Regions from separate parts of the Mus musculus genome. Here all the other regions are linked to region 1. Evidence: chromatin contacts called from public ChIA-PET, HiChIP or PLAC-seq and promoter capture Hi-C data. All regions are on one chromosome and are shown on one strand. The core of a region is the stretch at or near the end of the contact, and the rest is flanking DNA. Distances in the headings are between cores, read along the strand shown.

Region 1 (2,796 bases), core at 118-2,617:
CACCACAAAGAGGATGCTCACAAGACTACGGAGGACAATAAGAGATAATAATGTGAATCTGATAGGGTCGTATGAGGCTCCCACAGAGCAGCAAAGGACCTGGGGTCCAGAATGGTGCTGCAGACAAGGGTGGCTACCCTATGTTCCAGCGTAAAGCTATTTTGGAACACGGCCATATGCTTTATCCTGGGTGGCTTTCGATAAAACAAAGACAGAGACTGGCTGGAAGCAGGCAGTATGTGAACCTATTGGAAGTGTGACTGGCCGGCCCCTGCACAGGCCTTATTAGCACTGTGATTGTGGGAGGGGAGCTTTGCTTCCTGGGCACCATCCTGTTCACCAGCTGATAAGAATCCGCTTCAATTCAATTCAATTGCAGGAGTCAATGTAACTGTGCCTGTAAAACTGCTTCAAAGACAGTAAAAGGTAGCCATTATTTCCATCTCTCTGCTGAGCGGCCAGCCGAGTCTCTACAGAATGGATAACAAAATGTCTGTCTTCTGGCATTGTCCTAAGGATCTGCTAAGAGAAATGATTAAAAAAAACAAAATTTGGAGTTAAACAGGGAGATAGCGTCTTGCTGTATAGTCACCGGTTGTATAGTTAGTTGGTCCCATAAGACCCCTAGTCTTTTCTTCTGCAACTGGGGATCGCATACTAGCCCTCCCTACCAGCCTGCTGTGAGCTTTAAGGGAGATGGCAGGAGTGAGTCCTTGGCGCTGTGCCCGGCCTTGTTAGATCCGCAGGTGCGGTGACGAACGCCACCTCCCACGGATCCCTACCAACAGCACAGCTGAGCTGTACCCCTCTGCCTCTGCTCAGCGCCCACGGTCAGCCCTGGGTGCCGGTATAATTAGCTCCATCTCCGTAGTGAGCAGCCGCGGCTGCTCATAGCCTCTGACACGACTGTCACCTCCCACTCAGTTCCCTAAATCAGCTATTCCCATCGTTGAGTCGGATCAGGTGAGCATCACCAGAGGATAGCTTGCTCCTTACAACAATGGGTCTCAAGGACCCAGAGCGCGCCCCCTCCCCGCCCCTCCAACCTCCTTCACCCGGAGGCTGTGTACAGAAATAAAAGAGAAAAAAAGTTTGGGTGGGGAGCAGCCTCTAGTGTCTGCTGGGAAATCACGTTCCTTTAGACCCAATAGCCTGCAGAAGAATGGTAGTCTGTCTCTTTAAGAGGCCTCCGCGGAGGGGAGGGGCCAGCCGGCGTCGCTCCAGCCCGCGCCCTCAGTTAGGCCCGCCTCCCTTTTATTGACAGACAAACAACCCAGTGAAAGCGAGACTTTTCATCTTGACAGCAAAGCGGAGCAATAGAAGCCCGGGCCGCCCTTCGCAGGGCGGGGCTTCAGGAGGGCGGGGCAGACGGGGCCAGTGGAGCGGCGGCGGGACGCGGGCGCGGAGCTGGGCCTCGGCGGGTGCCGGGTGAGTGAGGGACGCTCGGGGCTCGAGGCAGAGAGACAGAGTGTTGAGGGTTGGGAGCCGGGGACCGAGGTTGGGGTTGAGGCGGAGGGCAGCGTCTGCCCGACCTCCAAGCCCGGGCACGGTGCCGATCCGGTAATCCCCCTGCGGTCGGTACCGGCCCTCTTTCCTTCTCCACTGCCCGGCTTCGGTCCAGGCCGCTCTCATTCGCTTCTTCCCGCAGCATTGCAATGCCCGGGGTGCTCCGGTGCTGGTTTCCACCCTCCCCTTTTTCCGGGCCCTGCAGATCTGGTCCTTCGCCGCCCTCCCTAGGCTTAGGCTGCTCCCGGCCTGGTTCTGTTCCTTCTCCATCCCTCGCTCTGGCCACCCTCAGAGTCCGCCGCCCCTACGTCTAGTCTAGTAAACTTTTTTTCATCTTCCCAGTCTTCCTTCCGAAGGCTTCCGGGGTCCCGAGTTCTGACCCTGGTGCGACACTCTGAACATTCTGGTGTCCCTACACATCAGTAGCTTTCAACAGTTTGAAAGTGTTGATTGACGTCTGCCTGTCCCAGCAGGTAGGAATGCCCAGGAGGAAGAAGACCTTACCTGATGTTGCTCCATGCACCCACAGCGTCTCAGCAGGCCAGACACTATAGATGTTTACTAAATGAATGAACGAAGGGCTAGAGTTTGCCTGGGGGATGCAGCCGCAGCCCCTGACATCCCATCTGTTGTGGGTGGAAGCCACCTTTTGGAATGCTTTCTGTGTGCCGGGCACTAGGCCAACCTGGGCTCTCCAAAAGAGAAATAATGCAAGTCACATTTGTTAATTAAACTTTTCTAACAGTCACATCTCAGGAATGTAAAATATGTAAGTGGAATAATTTACTCATGCTTTAGTTAATACATTTCAGATTATAATTAGGAATTCACATAACCAATGTAAAATCACGTTAATGGAGTTGTTGACTGTTTGTGTGTGTGTGTGCTAACTTCTTGAGCTCTGGTGTGCCTCACTCTTGGGACAGCACTTCTTGCTTCTCAGAAGAAGCACGGCAGCCATTTGTCAAGTGGTCGGTCAGTAACCACATTGCTAGGGTGGCTGCCTTGGCTGTGAAGTGCTCAGTAGTGTGCAAATGTGAGGGCGTTTAGTTCGAGTTGTGGTCTTTTGAGGAGACTATCATTATTTGCATTTACAGATTAAAAATAGCAAAGATCCTAAAAGAGTTTACCTGCCCAGATTCATTCTACCGTTTGGAGCAAAAGAGACAGGGCTGGTTCAAGAAGGGGTTTCTCTGTGTAGCCCTGGCTGTCCTGGAACAATCTCTGTAGACCAAGCTGGCCTCTGATTAAGGGCATGTTCTACCATGCCCAGCTTGTCTGTTGCTCTTG
Region 2 (2,796 bases), core at 178-2,677, 870 kb after region 1:
CAGAAATCCACCTGCCTCTACCTCCCGAGTGCTGGGATTAAAGGCGTGTGCCACCACACCCGGCACGAAGCATTTTCTTATTCTTAAACCCCTCTGGGCCTTTTAACATTTTACTATAGGTAACATGACAGGATTATCCTGCTCACTTTGCAGAGGATAAAAGGGATTGGAAAGGCAAAACAACTCTTCAAGTTCTCTCAGCTAGATTGGACCCTAAGCACAGCAGGCTCTTTGAACAGTTCACCACCTCGTACCAACAGTGTGATATTGCAGACGGGAGAGGAAACATTTGCCCAAGTCACAGGGCAGAGAGGAATTTAAAGGGACCTATCTGACACCAAGTCTTAACAGTTTCCACTTCATCATTACGGATGCCCTTTTGTCTATCCCTCTTCTTACTGTGGCTCCTGACAAGCTCAGCTGGGAGAAAGGAAGTCATTTTTCTAGAGGGTTTCAAGAAAGAGACATCATGTTTGCCCGGGACACAAGTCTGTTGACTGTAGTATCTGCCATGTGTGTTCAACCTCTAGCCACAAGCTGCGGAGCTGGCTACGAGGCTAAGCGCATAGGCAGCCAACACAACACTGTAAGGTTCTTTAAAACCCTATGAGATTTTGCTTGTTTGTATCTCGAACGCGCAGTTCCTGAGCGTGAACTTTGTAGATCACTACTTTGCTTCCTAGACTCTATCTCCTTCCCTGTTCTCGTCGTTCCGTTTTACAGATGGGCACCGGGGTCGCGCGGGGAGCGCACACTGAAATCCCTTCTTAAAAAAAAAAAGTGTCCACAAAATGAGAACTTGGCCCAGCCGGATTTAGAGCTCGGCGGTGCCCCACCACAAAACCCCACTCCTTTCCGCTAAGCTTACCTCCGCGTCGAACATCTGGTCCAGGGACGGGCTGCTGCGCACCAGCGCGTCCACCAGCGCCAGCCACAGGCCCAGAGAGCCATAGTAGACGGTCTGCATGAGTACGATCTGCGACAGGATTAGCAACGGGTCCCACACGTAGCTGCGGAACTGGCCCGCCATGCCGGCCCGCGGGGCTCGGCAGCCGCCCGCGCCTGTCAGTGCCACCACGCCATCGTCCCGCGGCCGCCGGGATACCTGCGGGAAGACACAGGGAGCTGCAGCCGGCGGGCCGGCCGTCGCCTTGGTAACGGCGCGGGAGGGAGGGAGGAGGGCCTGGGACCCGGGAGCAAGCCCATTCCCGGGTGGGAGAGGCGGGGCGGGCGGACCCACCCGTTCCGACCGCCGGGCTCCTCCCGGGTTCACTCACCCGCGACCGGCTCGAGGGTCGAAGCGTCGGAGCGCGACCGGACCTCGGCACTGGCCTCCTGACACAGCGCTGACAGACAGGACCATGGAGCGGAGGACCCGCCGGCCTAGAGAGGCCGAATAGCTGCGGCCCACGGCTTCCTGGGAAGGGAGAGCTTCCGGGGACGGCAACCGAGGGGCATTGCGCAGACGCAGTGGATGAACCCTACACGCCATCCAAAGGGGCCCTTGCGAGCAGCCCGGAAATAAACTCTGCACATGCGTAAGATGAAGGATGAAGGCAAACGGAAATGAGGCACAAAACCGTGGGTCTTGCGCGCCCTCTAGAGGGAGATTTTTAAAATCCAGCAGGTCCATTCCTAGGAGGGAAAGGGGTGGAAGGTCTAGACTTTAAAAATAAAATAAATAAAATAAATAAAAAATAAAAAATAAAATAAAATAGCATTCACTGAGGAATGGTGAGATGGTTAGAGGGCTAGATGCTTGCTGCCAAGACTGACGACCATTTTATATCTTGAACTCACATGTTGGAAGAAAAGAACTGACTGCCTCCTGTAAGCTATCATCTGACTATCACACTCATAGAAATACAATGATAACAATATAAAAAAATTTTTTTTTGTTTTTTTTCGAGACAGGGTTTCTCTGTGTAGATCTGGCTGTCCTGGAACTCACTCTGTAGACCAGGCTGGCCTCGAACTCAGAAATCCGCCTGCCTCTGCCTCCCAAGTTCTGGGATTAAAGGCATGCGCCACCACACCCGGCAACAATTTAAATTTAACAAAAGGGAACTTTTCTTTTTTTTTTTTTTTAAAGACAGAGTCTCGTGGGACCCCGACTTAGAGCGTTTCTCCCTGGAAGGTAAAGCCCCTGGACGTTCCCCAAGCTTGTTTCCCCCGATCTCTAAAATACAGCCAGAAAGAAGCTCTTTGTTCTCTATAGCCAGCAAAAAGCCTTTTTGTTTCTATACTTTACAACCAGAGATGCCTGCCTTCCTGTGCCGAGGACATGGAGATAAAAATTCAGAAAGAACTCACTCCCCACTCCTGCCTTGTAAATTTCACCAAGGACACCCGGAAGAGAAGAACTCTCCTCCCAACTCCTCCCAATTCCCCAGCTAGCTGTTAAAAGCCCCCTACTGTCACCGCTCAGGGTCAACTCCCAGCCCCTGCACAGCAGAGGGACTTCATCCTCAGCTACCTAATAATAAAACCTCTTGCAGTTTGCATCAGGTGTGGTTTTCTCTCGGGTCACTGGGGTGCTGGCCAACTCATCCTGGGACTTGAGCAGAGGCCCAGCTTCAGGGGTCTTACAGTCTCACTATGTAGCCCTGGATGGTCTGAAACTTGCTATATTCCAGACCCACATGGAATTCCCAAGGACTCCCAAGGAAATAATACATTTTAAAAAATGACTATTTTCATTTTAGATTCTCAGTGTTTTCTTTCTTTAGTACAGAGTTTTCAGGCTCTTTTTTTTTTTTCTTTTGGCCTCTGCTCCCATTATACACATGTTTAAAC
Region 3 (2,796 bases), core at 162-2,661, 760 kb after region 1:
GCTGATTGAGTAGTAGTCCCAGTCTCTGAGAGTTTAGTATCTGTCCCTGAGAGCTCTCCTTCGCTCGGTCCTAAAGGTTGTGGAAATAAAGATACAAGAGGAAAATCCAGTGTCAAAGAAAGAAACGGAACCTCTGCCAGCCACAGGATGGCGGTGTAACTTTGTGCGAGAACATTTATTTTGGCGGCTCACTTCCACAACCTTAGGATGTGGCAAAAGATTTCTCCCTCCCTCAGGTACAAATCTTGAGTCTTGCTAGGCCAGACCGTTGAGGGCCCTGCGGGAAGAACCCCAAGGGGCAACAGGTCCCTAAGGCTCGGGTCCCGGCACTGACGCCACCCAGGGTTTGCCCTCCAACTCCAGCCTAGGAAGCCACTGCTCTCAGGTCCCGGAACAAAGTCTCGCTGTGCGTGCCCGGAAGCCCTTCATGCACCAGAGAATCGAATCCAGCCAGGAATGGGGGGGAGGGGGGCTCCTTCCCCTGGGCCGCGCCTCTGTGACGCCTTTGTCCCTCGCATTTACCCCAGGCCAGACAAGGGAGGCACGTGTGGATCGGGTTTCCACCGCTTTTCGGGCTCCCTGGATCTGGGATGCCCTTCTTCGCCAAACCCAAACCCGGGCCGCTCCCACCTCTCACAACCCCGCCCTGTCCCCGCCAGGTCACCCCGGGGCTACCATTAGGCTTGGAGCAGACAGAGCTGCAGCCCGCCTGGCAGCACTTGCGGTTGTCCGCACAGTCCTTGTCCAAAGTGCACTCCAACACACAGTCCGTAATTGGTTCAAGCTGGGGGCACTCGCCGGGTTTCTCTGCATCGGTGCCTTGGGATGGGTGGGTGGGAGCAGAGACTTGTCAGGGAGAACCGAGCCCAGTCCCACCCGCATATCCTCTCCCTGCTCCGAGATCCCCAAATTTCAACCCCAAGGATTTCGGATTCTTTGGCCCAGGGGCCCCCATAATATCATCCCAGAGAGCCTCACCCCCGAGCCAGGGGTCTCTGACACTAGAGAACTCCCCAATGCTTGGCTTCAAAGTCCCCAGTCCTCTGGGACTTGAGCCTCTGCTTGGAAGCTTCCGCCATCCCGGGAGTTTCCCGCTCCTCTTCATCAGGTCTCTGCTTTCAGAGCTGAGAGAGCCCCCGCCCTTCCAACTTTAAGCCTTCATTGATTCCCCCTCCCCCCTTCCCAGTACATTCCCCGGACCCTAAGCTTCAAGGATAACTAGCTGTAGGCCCCAGAGTTGCAAAAATTAAATATTCACTGGCCTCTCACCTTAGTCCCAGAACCCCGGCTTCTGAGACTCCGGCACTCTGGGCTGCACTCACCTGTGGCTGAGATGGGGGTGAACAGTAGCAACCCTAGTAGGAGGCCAGCGGCCAGCAAGCAGAGGCGACAGGCAGGCATGGTGCAGGTGTGACCTGCAGCCAGGATGGGGGGGATTTAAGCACTCGCGCGGGGAGGGGGGCGGGGCCGAGTGAGGGGTACAGGAGGCGGGTAGGAAGCACAGCGGGCAGCGCGGGCGCCCTGCCACCTCACGCCATTTCACAATCCCCCTGGATCAGGTGTCATTCTTGGCTCTGGTGGGAACCAGGAACCGAGACAGCTTCCAAGCCGGCTGCAGCCGGACACTTGTCCACCCCTCCCTCTCTTCCTACCTTTCTAAGGCCTGAGGGCAAGGCAGGGCAGTGAGAGCTGAAAGCTCCCTGGGATCAGTTTTAAAGAGTCTGTTGACTCCCCAGGAGTCCAAGATTAAGGAGAAAACGGCAAGGCTGCAGTGATGGAGCCAAAAGGAGGCAAAAGATGCTGGGGATTAAATGGCTGAGATTGGGGCCAGATGAACCACAGCATGCAGAGCCCTGTTCAAGGATTAGTAGAGGCTGGTGTAGTGGAGGCTACAGAAATAAGACTTATTAACAAAGGAAGCCAGCTGACAAGGAACACATCCAGGAAGGAGCAACACCCGTGCAATTTCCAGCTCTCTCGGGCATTTCTTTTGCCTTTTCTTACCCCAGTCCATTGGGGCAGGATAGAGTGTTTCACTACTATGACTAGAGAGTGATGCACAGGCTGGACCACTTCAGAGGCTTGTCCCCAACCGAAGTTCCAGGCTAAAGTTTTTGGATCTCCATTTCTTCCTCCAGGCTCTGTTTCCTCCAGATGCCTACCAAATGACACATAACAGAGAGAGTGTTATGGTGGTGACTATGCAACGCTGGCACTTCAGGATATCCTTCCCTTTATTATCAGGTAAAACTTAGCAGCGCAAACCGGGTGTCTTAGCATTTTACTGCTGTGAACAGACACCATGACTAAGGCAACTCTCATAAGGACAACATTTAATTGGGGCTGGCTTACAGGTTCAGAGGTTCAATCCATTATCATCAGGGTGGGAGCATGGCAGCATCCAGGTAGGCATGGTGCAGGAGGAACTGAGAGTTCTACATCTTCATCTGAAGGCTGCTAAGAGAAGACTAACTTCCAGAAAGCTAGGGAGAAAGGCCACCCCCACAGTGATACACTTCCTCCAACAAGGCTACCCCTCCAAATAGTACCACTCCCTGGGACAAGCATATTCAAACCACCACACTGGGCATGTGCAGGAATAGACTTTTCTCTAAGAACCTCCCTGTTTGGATTTGTATAGGCTTCCATAATAAATTCCTCACCCTTTCTAACCTTCCTTTGTTGCTTGATAGTAGACTCCTTGTGGAGTCTACTATCGTGTGCTCCTGGCCTCACATGATGTCAACCACCATATCCGGTTACCGTAATCAAAAGGGGGCTGTCCGGTGCTGGTCC
Region 4 (2,796 bases), core at 208-2,707, 670 kb after region 1:
TGCTGGAGCCTCCTGGAATTGGAGTGGGTGCACAAGACAACAGGACAAACTAGAGACAAATTACCAACAAGGGGTGGGGGTGGGAACTGGGCCCGAGAGGAGCGCACTGGGCATCAGTGATTATTAAGAGTGTATATGAAGGAGGCAGGTGCTTGTTTATTTAGTAACAGCAGTGGTGAGAGATGACAAGGTAATTCCAGGCAGAATCATATCTCCTTCAAAGCTGGGCGGGGACCCACTCTCTGGGTAGACATAGTCAGAGGGAGGGGTGACAGGCATCTCCCATACGTCTTTATCCAACAGGTTCACGCAAACATTGCCACATGCAGCGGAGCAGCAGATGTTATTTGCTTGGCAGTCTTGGTGGGCTTCACAATGGCGGCTGCACAGATACCGTTTGGGCTTCCCCTCACACTCCTTGATCTCAGTGTGAACTGGTGCTACAAAAAGGGGGACGGTCAGGTAGGTGAGCAGAGTGGCTGCCTGGAGAGAATCCCTCTTGAGCTTAAAGTTCCAGCAGTGTGCTGAACACTCCCGCTGTGCCTGCATTTTCCCAGGCAACTTTTCTGTTTGTGCTCAGTCCTGCTGATCAGTTGTGTTTTAAATCTCATGCCCCGTGATAATCTCACCACCTCCCTATAGCTATTCGTGTCTGGGTCCCCTCTTCCTCTTCCTCATACCTACACCCACGACCAATCTCTCCTAGTAGAAAGAGCCGCAATGGCGCCATCTCTGTGAAATGTGTATTCTTACCCGGCTCATAGAAACCGGAGGTAGTTCACGGACCCTTTCAGCTCCTTAGAATTCTCAGGGTCCGTGAGGCTAACAAATCGGCCTCCAGCCTCTCTGTTTCCTCTGCTGTCTTGCTGTCTAGTGAAGTGTTCTGTCCTCTTCATCATTTACTTTTTACCCACCCCCACCCCCCACCCCAGGTGGCAACTCCATCCCTACCTCTTTCATGATCAATGTTTTGGTTTCTGCACCTATGCCCATTTCTACACCCCTCTTCCCCACTGAACACCTCTGAGAGTTTAAGCCCTCCCAAGTACGAAAGTTTGCCCCCTGGATTTTCAACCATGGGGCCCCTTCCATCACCGTTTGTTTCTGAATCTTTGGAACAAAGGGTGAGAATCGCACGTTCACTGTGCACCTTATCACTGTGTCCGGAACCATAGCTGAGGGGCCGTGGTCACCCAGAGTCAGGACAGTACTGCGGAGCAGAGTATGCAGTCGTATCCCTTCTGGGTCTGTTCTCAGTTGCTCCTTGCCAGCTACCCACAAACCCTACTCATCCAACCACCTACCTTCATATCTCTGCCTTCGCTGGACCCCTCCGTCGGCTAGGGAAAGCAGCAACAGCACACCAAGGAAGAGCAGCAGATTCCTGGACAGCATAACTGCGACCCAGGCGGTGAGCTCAGATCTAGTCTGGATGGCAGACTTTCCCACAGCAGGACGGGGCCTCTCTACTGCCTCTGCTGGCCAAATCAGGGCAGAGCAGTAGCCGTCCTGTTTCTTCCCCTTTTCTTGCCCCTTGCCCTTTTTCTCTGTGGCTTTTCTCATAAACGAGATCTCTTTCAGCCCCCTCTTCGCGCTAACATAATTTCCTCACGATATATATAGTTTAGGGCTCAGGAGATTGAGTAAAGTGTTTGCAGATAAAGCTGACCTGGAGGCAAATGTCTGTGAGCCAGAGCCGGGATTGTTGGTAGAAACAGAAGGCTCTCAGGGTCCTGCCGGGCTGTCTGGAGCTGAAGCTGTGAGTCTTAGGGTTGGTGAGGAATTCTGATGTTTACCTCTAGTGTCCATAAAATAGACTCATTTTTAAAAAGATTTACTCTGTGTGTGTCTGTGTGTGTGTGTGTGTGCGCGCGCGCGCGTGCTCGCCACACGTGACACCAGGACATCAGATCCCCTGGAACTAGCATTATCCACAGTTGGGAACTGAACCCCCGTCCTCTGCGAGAATAGCAGGTGCTCATTACCACCGAGCCGCCTTTCCAGCCTCGATCCTGGTTCGCTATTATCTCAGTTTCCCCGGGCACGCCACACAGAGTCTCGTTTTGGCTCAGACCCATCTTCTGCCCTTTTTATTTAATCCTGTAACCGTCTCCCAAGATGCCTTTCCGTCAGTGATTTCACTTATGTCACACACACACCATCATGTATGTCCTAATTCACGATGTTCTGCAAGATGCTCAAGGCTGAGCAAGGTGGGGCTGTGGGCAGCAGGCAAGGAAGGGATGAGCAGGGATTGAGGAGTGCCCAGGAGATGGTTACAGTCTGCACATCCAGATCCATCCGCAGCACCGTAAAGACTCTGAAATTTTGTTCCTGGCTTTTTAAAATATCTTTTCTTTATCCTCTGACAACCTCATACCTGTGTATAATGTGTATTGATCCTATCCGTTCTCAACCTTCTCCACCCACTGCCTCTGAATTCTCAGTCCCCAATATGCCCACCTTCATGCCCCACACCCCCATCTCTGCATACCAGAGGACCTACATATCTCCGGCTTGGCCCCACCTCTTAAAGGTTATATCCCTCTTACTATTGTTACTCTGGGGACCACGGCTCCAGCACAGGAACCTTTGGGGAACAGACTACAAACCACAGCAGGTACCATTTTCCTCCTCATCAGTTTCCCCTCAGTGTGTTCCCACACTGTCACACTGGGGCTTCCAAACCCCGAGCTCTGTCTTTGTACGGTTCGTCCTCCTTGGCCAAGTGTGTGCAGTCTTAGCATATACTGTGCAGAGCACCAGTGTACACACACACACACACACACACACACA
Region 5 (2,796 bases), core at 187-2,686, 650 kb after region 1:
AATTAGAAATGGTTTTGAAATAAAAGTTTAGATTTGTGATGTAAATTAGAAATGGTTTTGAAATAAAAGTTTAGATTTGTGATTCTTTTAGGTTTTGATAAGATTACTTTTGAAGATAAATAATAAAATAATCGATCCCTTGTAACTGCGAATTGCTGCCTGCCAGCAAGAAAAACATGTTGAGAAAAATTTCTTTGCTCGCTCACACTTTGTTAATCTATAACGAGTTGCTTAGTTATGAATGAATATGGGCTCTTGGGAATAATGTGTTTTCTTTACCTGTACTATGTAATGTTTGTTCCTGTGAAGGTTTTGGGGAACATACTGTTTTCTCATCGTCATTCACTAGAAAAAAAATAGACCTAATCACATTGTAATTCTATACTACTTGAAAGATTTTGCTGGGATAGATAAACTGTGGGAGAAAAAAAAATAGAGTTGTCGGAGCCTGCTTGTTGACTCTTTGCTCCACCCCCCAAACATACAGAGAAGTCTGCTGAGTGGTCAATTGCTGACTCTACTCTGGGCCTCTCCTCCATGCACCCTGTGGTGTCGAAGCTGGCCTTCGACCGTGTCCTCAATGAGCTCATGTATTTGAACACTCCCCCCCCCCCCCCCCCCGCCGAGTTGTTGGTGTTGTTTGGTGATGTTTTTGGGGTGATGTGGCCTTGCTGGAGGGAGTGTGGCACTGCTCAGAGCAGTGGATGCTCTGAGTTTTTAGCCTCCGCCCACTTCTGGTTGTCCCTCTCTAGTTAATGCGTAGTTAGATCATGACTTACGTCGTGATTGTTCAGCTTCTTGGTCCTCCCTGCATGCCTGCTGCTTGCTGCCCTGCCCTCCTGCCCTGGATTCCTACTTCTCGGGAACCAAAATAAACTATTTCTCCCATAAGTTGCCTTTGGTCATGGTGTTTTATCACAGCAAAAGAAAAGCAAGAACAGTAAATACAAAACTAAAGATGATAAATGCTCTTCATCCCTGACCTGTCTGTCCAGCCTCCAAGTCTAGATTTTACATTGATATATATATATGGCACATACTGATTTCTAATCTCTCCTGGATGAGTCATTCCTCCCCACTGGCATAAAACCCGTAAGAGACATGTTAGGATGATGCTCTCAATAGAGACATCAGAAGAAAGGCAGATGGGACTTTACAAAGGCATCCCACGCTGCTTCAGAGAAACAGGGTTATAGACCTTTCTCTCACACCCACATGACCCAGGCTTCTGCATGTGATAGGGAAGGGAGTCGGGTGGGTGCATCTTGTTCTGGCTTGACCTACTCTGCCTGCAGCGAGGAGAAAAGCAGGAAACAGACACGAGGTCCTGTATGTACCCACCTTAAGATCTGAGGTAGATCTGACTCACTTCAAAGTTGCATGATCAAAGCCTAAATGAACGACATTTATTCCTGTCATTACTTGCTCTGTGAGCAGAGGTTCCACTGTCCTGGAACTGAGGAGAGAGCGCCACTAGCCAAGTGGTTATCAGCGCCTCTGGCTGAGAGGTAGGTAGAGAGGGAGGCCCTGGGTTGTGACTGGCTCTGTAGAGACTGTGATTTGGGGCTTGCTTACCAGAGGTTCTAATGCGAGACCTTTTAACACAGTTCCTCCTCAAGCTGTGGTGACCCCCCCAACCATAAAATTATACTCATTGCTACTTCATAACTGTAATCTTGCTGCTGTGATGAATCATAATGTAAATACCTGTGTTTTCTGATGGTCTTAGGCAACCCTTGTGATAGGGTCATTTGACCCACAAAGGGCTTGAGACCTGCAGATTAAGAACACCTGGTTTAAACATTTTTCTTTGCCACAGAGTGATGGTGCATGCCTTTTAATCTGAGCACTCAGAGGCAGAGGCAGAGGCAGGTGGATCTCTGTGAGTTCAAGGCCAGCCTGGTGAATTCCAGGATAGCCAGAGCTATACAGAGAAACATTGTCTCAAAAAAAGAAAAAAAGAGTTGACTCTTTAAGATGTCAAGGTCATAAGAGATGAGAGGTTTCTGGCTGTCCGGAGAAGGTGGATTACTGAAGGTAGATGCCATCGTAGTCTGTTTTATCAATGTCCGACCCAATGAAGTTGGTAAATATGTCATGTCCATGTAAGAGAATGACCTTTTGGTAAAAGACACTCACTGAAGTATTTGGAAATGAGGGCAACAAATCAAATCAAGTCTCTGTCTTTCTCCGTGACACTTCCATACATACATAAAATTGCACCTCACCCTCTTTATTTTCAAGACAGGGTCTCACTATGTAGCCCTGGCTGACCTGGAACTCCATTCATAGATCAGACTAGCTTCAAACTCACAGAGGTTGGCCTGCCTCTGCTTCCTGAGTGCTGGGATTAAAGGTGTGTGCCACCAAGCCGAGCACGTACCTTGCTCTTTTAATTTATTTTTTTTGAGATTTATTTATTTATTTTTATTTTCATGCCTGTGAGTGGTCAGCCTGCCTGTCTGACTATGCACCATGTGCATGCAGTACCTATGGAGGTCAGAAGAGGGAGCAAGATTCCTCCTAGAACTGGAGTTTTCAAAGGTTGTGAGCTGCCATGTGGGTGCTGGGAATCCAACCTGAGTCCTCTGGAAGAGCAGCCTGTGTTCTTACCCACGGAGCCATCTCTCCCTGGGCCTTGCTGATAATGTCCTCCAGGTCCTCTCCATCCCTCCTCCCTTTGCTTGTCTGGTCCTCCCTCTAAGGAGATATTTCATCTTCTCTCTCTCTCTCTCTCTCTCTCTCTCACACACACACACACACACAGGAGAGAGTGTATATAGTGTAATCTATAGT
Region 6 (2,796 bases), core at 204-2,703, 580 kb after region 1:
TGAAACTGGGGTTGTTGGGGAGACAGAGTCAGGGGAGTGTTCCAAACAGACCTTCCCAGACTACTCAGCTAGTTAGCAACATGGGATTCTAAAATTTATTTCATTATAACTCTGTGAAATAGGAATTATTTTCCAAGTATTTTATGAAATATAATACACACATATTTTTTCTTTTCCTTTTTTAGAGACAGAGTCTCACTATGTAGTCTGGTTGTCTTGGAACTCACTACATAGATCAGGCTGGCCTTAAACTCACAGAGGTCTGCCTGCCTCTGCCAAGTATTGTAATTAATAAATGATTATCACTATCCCAGGTCAAAAATACAAGAAGAATTCCCAAGGCCCATCCCTTCCCCAGGCTGGATGCCCCATGTCAAAGCTGAGAAAACAGAGTCTAAGAAAAGCTAAAGGCTTGTGTTAACAAACATCTCAGTCTGCATTAGAACAGATGTCTGTAATCTTGAATTCACATCCTCTGACTTACAGACTTCAATCACGGAGACAGACTAGACGTTCATTCCTTCCCTGCTTGGTTAGGATGTGGACCTGACAAGGTGACAGGAAGTTACAGCCTCCCCACTCCTGTGCTCTTTACGGGCTGTTGATCTCAGACTCCTACAGTGGGGTTCCCAAAGCACTCACTGCAGTCCACACAACTGGATCTCAGGTCTCACCCAGGTCGAGCCTTACCTTGTGGTCATCTGAGATCGGCGGCCCCTTCGCTGCACCTGCCGATGTTTTATCATTATGTTCCAAGGGTTCTGTTGGGGACCAAGTGGGCAAATGTCACCGAGGCTTCTCATAGTGAGGATGAGGAGAAAGTGAGTATGGCGCTAAACCTAGACGTTCCTGCTTCTCACTTCTCCCACCTTGGGGTGAAGGGGAATTAATTCAGTGGCTGGAAGACCCTGTCAGGGTGGAGGAACTGGGAAAATGTTTTCTGTCACCAATGTCCAAAGCTCGCTTTTTCTGGAAGAGCAAGAGGAAGGGCAGCAGTGTTTACCTAGGGTCTACTATGAGGCGGGTGACGAGTCAGGGCGTTCTACCCGCCTTTATCAGCCCATCCCACCACAACTCCAGCAAGCTCGGGTTATTGCTGTTCATTTCACAGAAGAGAAACCTGGCGCTCAGAGGGTGTCACATCAGGCCCACGTCACCTAGCTACAATCTGAATCCAGCTTGTAGCGGCACTGAGAAAACGACATTCCCAGGGCCGCACGGCCGCCGCGTTCTTTCGCCCGCGGGCCCGGGGCCCGGGAGCCCGAGGCCCTGCCCGGCCCGAGCCCCGGCCTCGCCCGGGCGCCCTCACCGTGAGAACCGGCTGGCCCGCCGCGCCCGCGTCGCCCAGCTCCAGGCCACCTCGCTCCGCCCCGCCGGGGCCCCGCGGCTGCTCGGTGTCGCCAGTCGCCCCCATGGCGCCCCCCGGCCCACAACAACCTCAGCTCGACTCAGCCACCGGAAAGCGGCGCCGTGACGTCACGGGAGCGCCCGAGCCACCCGGCCGGAAGCGCGACGCGCGTGCGCCGTGGGGTTGCTATGGGAACCGAACTGCCGCCTAGGAGCCACCTCGTCTTTGGTGTCGGGGACGACGTTGAGGCTTCCAGACCCCTGGGAGACAACGGCTGGGGACCGAGTGTGGGTGTTCGGGGGCCATTCAGTCAAGGGACGAGGGCGGTGTGAGGGCAGCAGAGCATACACTTCAGCGGGGGAGCACGGGGCTTCGGATGAGGGCAGCCCGAAGTTCAATCTTTGAAAACCGCAGGAACATCTGAAATCTTAGCACAGCCTCCCCCGAATTGGAGTAGTCTGACTCAGGAACCGGGAAAGCCAACAAAAGAAGGGGTTGTTGGTGCCACCCTAAATACCCAAACACCTAAACACCATACTACTAGCCTTTGCGGGCTGCCGCTTGTGTCGAAAGGCATCAGAATGAAAGTTGGGTTTTGGCTTGTGAACTAGTCCTGTTGCAGAGAGCTGGCCTTCTCTCCCCTAGATGGTTGATTCTGGGATAGGTAGGGGATGAAAGGTTTAACAACTGTGGCGTTCTCCAGAGCTCCTCTTAGCACTACCTCAGAGAGGTAAGCTGTCTGTGAAAGAATTCGGATTCAGTTACGGGTGATAAAATAACTCTTCTCGGGTCACAAGAAGCAGGTAGTGTAACGTATATGAATTTTGTGTTAGGAAAGATCTAGATTCCAACCTGATGTGATATGATCGTTAACGTTGGATAGGGCCTGGTGTGATAACATAACCCCAACACCGAGGAAGGAAGTAGCTGTGGTGTAGAGCTGTCTCAAAGCCAAAGGCTAAGAACATTGGCTGTGGGACTGGATCGCTTACCGCTATTCTCCTGCATACTAATTGCACGGTCATTCGTCCACAGTTTCAAGTATTCCAGCCTGGACCATGTAACTAAGGATCTGCCTCCACCTCCACAATGCCGGTTCACAGGCATGCCACAGTCCACGTTTGGTTTATGTCGTGTTGGAAATTGACCCCAGAGTCGTCATATGGTTGATACTAGGGCTGGATTATTTTATGCAAAGCACTTAAAACTTTGGTATAAGTAACTCCTTAAATTATTCTAATATAATAGTAATTTCCAGCAACCGTCACTTAAGGACTTTTTCCTCTGAAATATTATTGTATGTATTAAAATACTGCATATAAAACACATATTAGATAATCAACAATGCCAGTTTTGTTCCATGTTCCAACGTCCACTTTTATTTTTTTAGGTTTACTTATGTGTATGAGTGTTTTGCTGGTATGCATGTATGTATGTACATCATTTAT
Region 7 (2,796 bases), core at 100-2,599, 540 kb after region 1:
TTCCCTGCGCCTGGCCTCATTTACCTCCTATTATAATCCCATGTATTGCCTATTGCTCAAAAGAGGAAACTGGGGGCCACTGAGGCCACAGAACCCACCCAAGGGGAAGCCACTGGTAAACACAGGGGATGTGAATCAAGACTGGTCTGGATCCAAAGCCCATTTCCTTAATCCTGACCCATGCCACTGGGTCTCAATACTGTGTCCTGCTGCGGTTGACAGAAACCCACAGGGTACAGAAAGAAACACACATCAGTTCTCGTAACCTCAAGACTAGGACAGGAGGCAACTCCTAAGGCCACATTCTCAGTTTTAGAGAAACTAAGTCATTTGCCTGAGGACGTGTTCAGTTGACACCCATCTTCTCATCTGGTCTCAGTTCCCCCAGGTGTAAAATAAGGACATCCTTTTATAACTGCATGGCCACGACCCCCGCCCCAAAATCTGTGCTATTTCCTTTCTCTCAGCTAGACATCTAGACTCGCTGCTCAAGGGTTCCTGGAACCTCACTCACCACGTACTTGGAGGGAGGGTCTTTGACAACATTGGCGCTGGTCACCTCAAAGAGCAGCCTCTGTGGAACTAGGGTGTTCCGAGACTTTTTCCAGAAATCCTGCAGCTGGCGGGCCAGGAGTTGACTGCTCCGTTGTCCATCAGGTGGGGGACTTCGTTCTGCACAAGCACATGACCCGTCATTATGGGGGTGGCTAGCTCCAGAGTTAACGTAAACAAAATGCCATGACCTCATTCACAGAAGCGAGATGTGCTTCACCCCAGCGCCTGGCTTACAGTGGATGCTAAACCTCCACCCGAAGCAGCTAGCACACACGTTTGTTTCCCTGGTCCTGTGCATTTAATATCTACAAAAAACCCGAGATGGTGTGATTCCCATAGTGTTGTGAGTCAAGGTCACACAGCCAAACCGTGTCTGGAAGAGCTTATAGTGTCAATAGTTTCAGAGAGAAAACTCAGGATGCCCTCGGACCGCGTCCAGCGGGGAGGCCTAACCGAGCCCCGGGGTTCCTGTCTGTCCTCCCGCACTCGCCTGCGTCTTCTCCCGATGCCCCGTCTCCTGAGGGCGGCGAGTCGAGGCCCGCCTCGTCGTCCTCGTCTTCGTCGTCAGGGTCATCCTCCGCACTAGTGAAGCTGAGGGTGCCACTGAGGCGGGAGGACAGGCCCTCGGCGTCATCGTCCTCCAGCTCTGAGCTCTCAGGGAACTGCTCGGCCTCTGGGCCCGCCGCCGCCTCCCCGGGGCCATCGCTGGCCAGGGCGTGTCGCAGCCGGTGTAGGAGCCGCGAGGCCATGGCACCCAGGGGGGAGCGCGCCACGCTGGGTCCAGGGCTGAAGAGGGAGGGGACCCCCGCCCGGAGAGGGACCCGGGGGCGTGTCAGGGGCGTGGCACAAGAGGCCACGCCCACGGGCCGCGGCCGCTGGGGACGTGCGGGAGGCCGGCCTCTGCCCTGTTCCTCCCGCAGGCCGGGACGCGCCTCCACCCACCGCGTCCCAAGTGCGTTCGGGGCGGGCTCCCGGGATTTGGTGCAGCAGCCTGGCGGATTTAAGAGGCTCTCCGCCCAGGCAGCTCACGGCGCCGCCTCGCTGCTTCCTGCCGCCGCTCCGCCTCCGCCCCGCCAGCTCCCTCTCCCGGAGCTGTTAGAATCCCAAGCCGCTGCCTGCGGGAGGGACGCGGAGGGCAGCCGGGCGGGCCAAGGCTTCCCCCGAAACCCAGCCGGATCGTGGTGGCCGCGCCCCCTCTTGGACTCGCCCACCCCTCCTGGTCTCCTGAGGCCGCCCCAAGCTTTACCCCTAATCTCCATACAGTGCCATGTAACTTTACAGTGTAATTTCGCGGCATTTGGGAGCTCGGCTCTCCCTTGAGTGAAGCTTGAAATCCGGTTTCGTCCAGCCTAGGTTTTCTCATATGAAACAAGAATACTAATACTCATACTAAATTTTCACTCATACTAAATTTTCAGCTCTTGTAAAAACCCCAGTCCGGTGCCTGTGTGAGAAACCTAGCCCTTCCCAGTTTCGTTTGAACTTAACCTGGGGGAAGTAGTCAAAGAGGAAAACATCCAGAGAGGCTGTTACTTGTTCAAGGTTGCCCAGTTTGTCAGAGATCTCTAGCGTGGGAGCTCTTGAACTGATTTATTTTCCCACGCGTGCGGGGTTGCTTGGGTAATCTCTATAACTCTCTTGGAGAACTGCAGTTTATCTTTTACTGCAGGGTAGCAGTAGTCAGGAAAATGATTGCTGATCCCTGTCCCAAGGCTTACATGTCAGACCTAGCAGGCAGATTTGGCTAGTTAGACAATAAAACAAGTTATCTCAAAGGCCAGGTGTGGTGCTCCTGTGGCTCATGCCATTAATCCTAGCCCTGGCTCTCGGGAGGCAAAGGTAGGAGGATCATTGTGAGTTCAAGAACAGCCTGGTTTACTGTTGAGGTCCAGAACTAAATAGAGACCCTGCCTCAAAATTATCTCAGACAGTATCAAAATTAAGTATCTCCTATCCCCTTTTAGGGCGTGGGAGAGGGATGGAGGATATGAACGGAAAGACCTTCCTGGCCTTTACTGAACAGAAGGGTCTCAGATTTTAGCACTCATGGCGTCTTGTAAGTATTTCATACACTGTCACATGTCAGTCTCAGAGGATGAAGTTACAGTAATGATTATTTTTCTAAACGATTTATTTATTTCATATATGTGGTTATACTGTCGCTGTCTTCAGACACAGCAGAAAATGGCATTGGATGACCATTACAGATGGTTGCTGGGAATTGAACTTAGGACCTATGGA

The links. Promoter capture Hi-C pulls out the DNA fragments that hold promoters and counts their contacts. ChIA-PET counts read pairs in DNA pulled down with a chosen protein or histone mark. HiChIP or PLAC-seq counts read pairs in DNA pulled down with a chosen protein or histone mark.
Region 2: a contact with region 1 is called in an RNA polymerase II ChIA-PET map of memory CD8 T cells, with 8 read pairs. The contact joins the promoter of Sys1 here to the promoter of Elmo2 in region 1. A contact is called at or near these places in 1 of 39 promoter capture datasets (liver) and 1 of 115 datasets of contacts at active chromatin or transcription factors (memory CD8 T cells).
Region 3: an HNF4G HiChIP or PLAC-seq map of pancreatic cancer cells shows a contact between it and region 1. The contact joins the promoter of Wfdc2 here to the promoter of Elmo2 in region 1. A contact is called at or near these places in 2 of 39 promoter capture datasets (liver and pre-B cells) and 1 of 115 datasets of contacts at active chromatin or transcription factors (pancreatic cancer cells).
Region 4: a promoter capture Hi-C map of embryonic stem cells shows a contact between it and region 1, with 2.8 times the contacts expected there. The contact joins the promoter of Wfdc10 here to the promoter of Elmo2 in region 1. A contact is called at or near these places in 6 of 39 promoter capture datasets (the 3T3-L1 cell line, embryonic stem cells, liver and 2 more).
Region 5: a FOXA1 HiChIP or PLAC-seq map of pancreatic cancer cells shows a contact between it and region 1. The contact joins the promoter of Wfdc11 here to the promoter of Elmo2 in region 1. A contact is called at or near these places in 2 of 39 promoter capture datasets (liver and pre-B cells) and 1 of 115 datasets of contacts at active chromatin or transcription factors (pancreatic cancer cells).
Region 6: a contact with region 1 is called in an H3K27ac HiChIP or PLAC-seq map of cardiomyocytes, with 3 times the contacts expected there. The contact joins the promoter of Dnttip1 here to the promoter of Elmo2 in region 1. A contact is called at or near these places in 2 of 39 promoter capture datasets (liver and pre-B cells) and 1 of 115 datasets of contacts at active chromatin or transcription factors (cardiomyocytes).
Region 7: a contact with region 1 is called in a promoter capture Hi-C map of pre-B cells. The contact joins the promoter of Snx21 here to the promoter of Elmo2 in region 1. A contact is called at or near these places in 8 of 39 promoter capture datasets (the 3T3-L1 cell line, 3T3-L1-derived adipocytes, the HPC-7 cell line and 4 more), 3 of 115 datasets of contacts at active chromatin or transcription factors (bone marrow-derived macrophages, large pre-B cells and pro-B cells) and 3 of 9 other capture datasets (adipose tissue, liver and macrophages).

Annotation. Positions count from the first base shown.
Region 1 is chr2:165,325,050-165,327,845 of GRCm38.p6, reverse strand. It overlaps Elmo2 (engulfment and cell motility 2), which reads left to right and starts at 1,367. Exons shown (of 21, transcript NM_080287.2): 1 at 1,367-1,428.
Region 2 is chr2:164,459,602-164,462,397 of GRCm38.p6, reverse strand. Sys1 (SYS1 Golgi-localized integral membrane protein homolog (S. cerevisiae)) reads right to left here and starts at 1,427. Exons shown (of 4, transcript NM_025575.3): 1 at 1,278-1,427; 2 at 869-1,105. The coding sequence starts at 1,030.
Region 3 is chr2:164,561,331-164,564,126 of GRCm38.p6, reverse strand. Wfdc2 (WAP four-disulfide core domain 2) reads right to left here and starts at 1,411. Exons shown (of 5, transcript NM_026323.2): 1 at 1,323-1,411; 2 at 676-819; 3 at 1-70. The coding sequence starts at 1,401.
Region 4 is chr2:164,654,707-164,657,502 of GRCm38.p6, reverse strand. Wfdc10 (WAP four-disulfide core domain 10) reads right to left here and starts at 1,457. Exons shown (of 2, transcript NM_001039501.2): 1 at 1,305-1,457; 2 at 135-440. The coding sequence starts at 1,395. The coding sequence ends at 157. It overlaps Wfdc9 (WAP four-disulfide core domain 9), which reads left to right and starts at 2,537. Exons shown (of 4, transcript NM_001160414.1): 1 at 2,537-2,620.
Region 5 is chr2:164,672,727-164,675,522 of GRCm38.p6, reverse strand. Wfdc11 (WAP four-disulfide core domain 11) reads left to right here and starts at 1,436. Exons shown (of 5, transcript NM_001161806.1): 1 at 1,436-1,508.
Region 6 is chr2:164,744,672-164,747,467 of GRCm38.p6, reverse strand. Dnttip1 (deoxynucleotidyltransferase, terminal, interacting protein 1) reads right to left here and starts at 1,453. Exons shown (of 13, transcript NM_133763.1): 1 at 1,310-1,453; 2 at 691-761; 3 at 1-5. The coding sequence starts at 1,414. It also overlaps a transcript of Wfdc3 not described here.
Region 7 is chr2:164,784,574-164,787,369 of GRCm38.p6, reverse strand. It overlaps Snx21 (sorting nexin family member 21), which reads right to left and starts at 1,349. Exons shown (of 3, transcript NM_133924.3): 1 at 1,046-1,349; 2 at 515-672. The coding sequence starts at 1,304.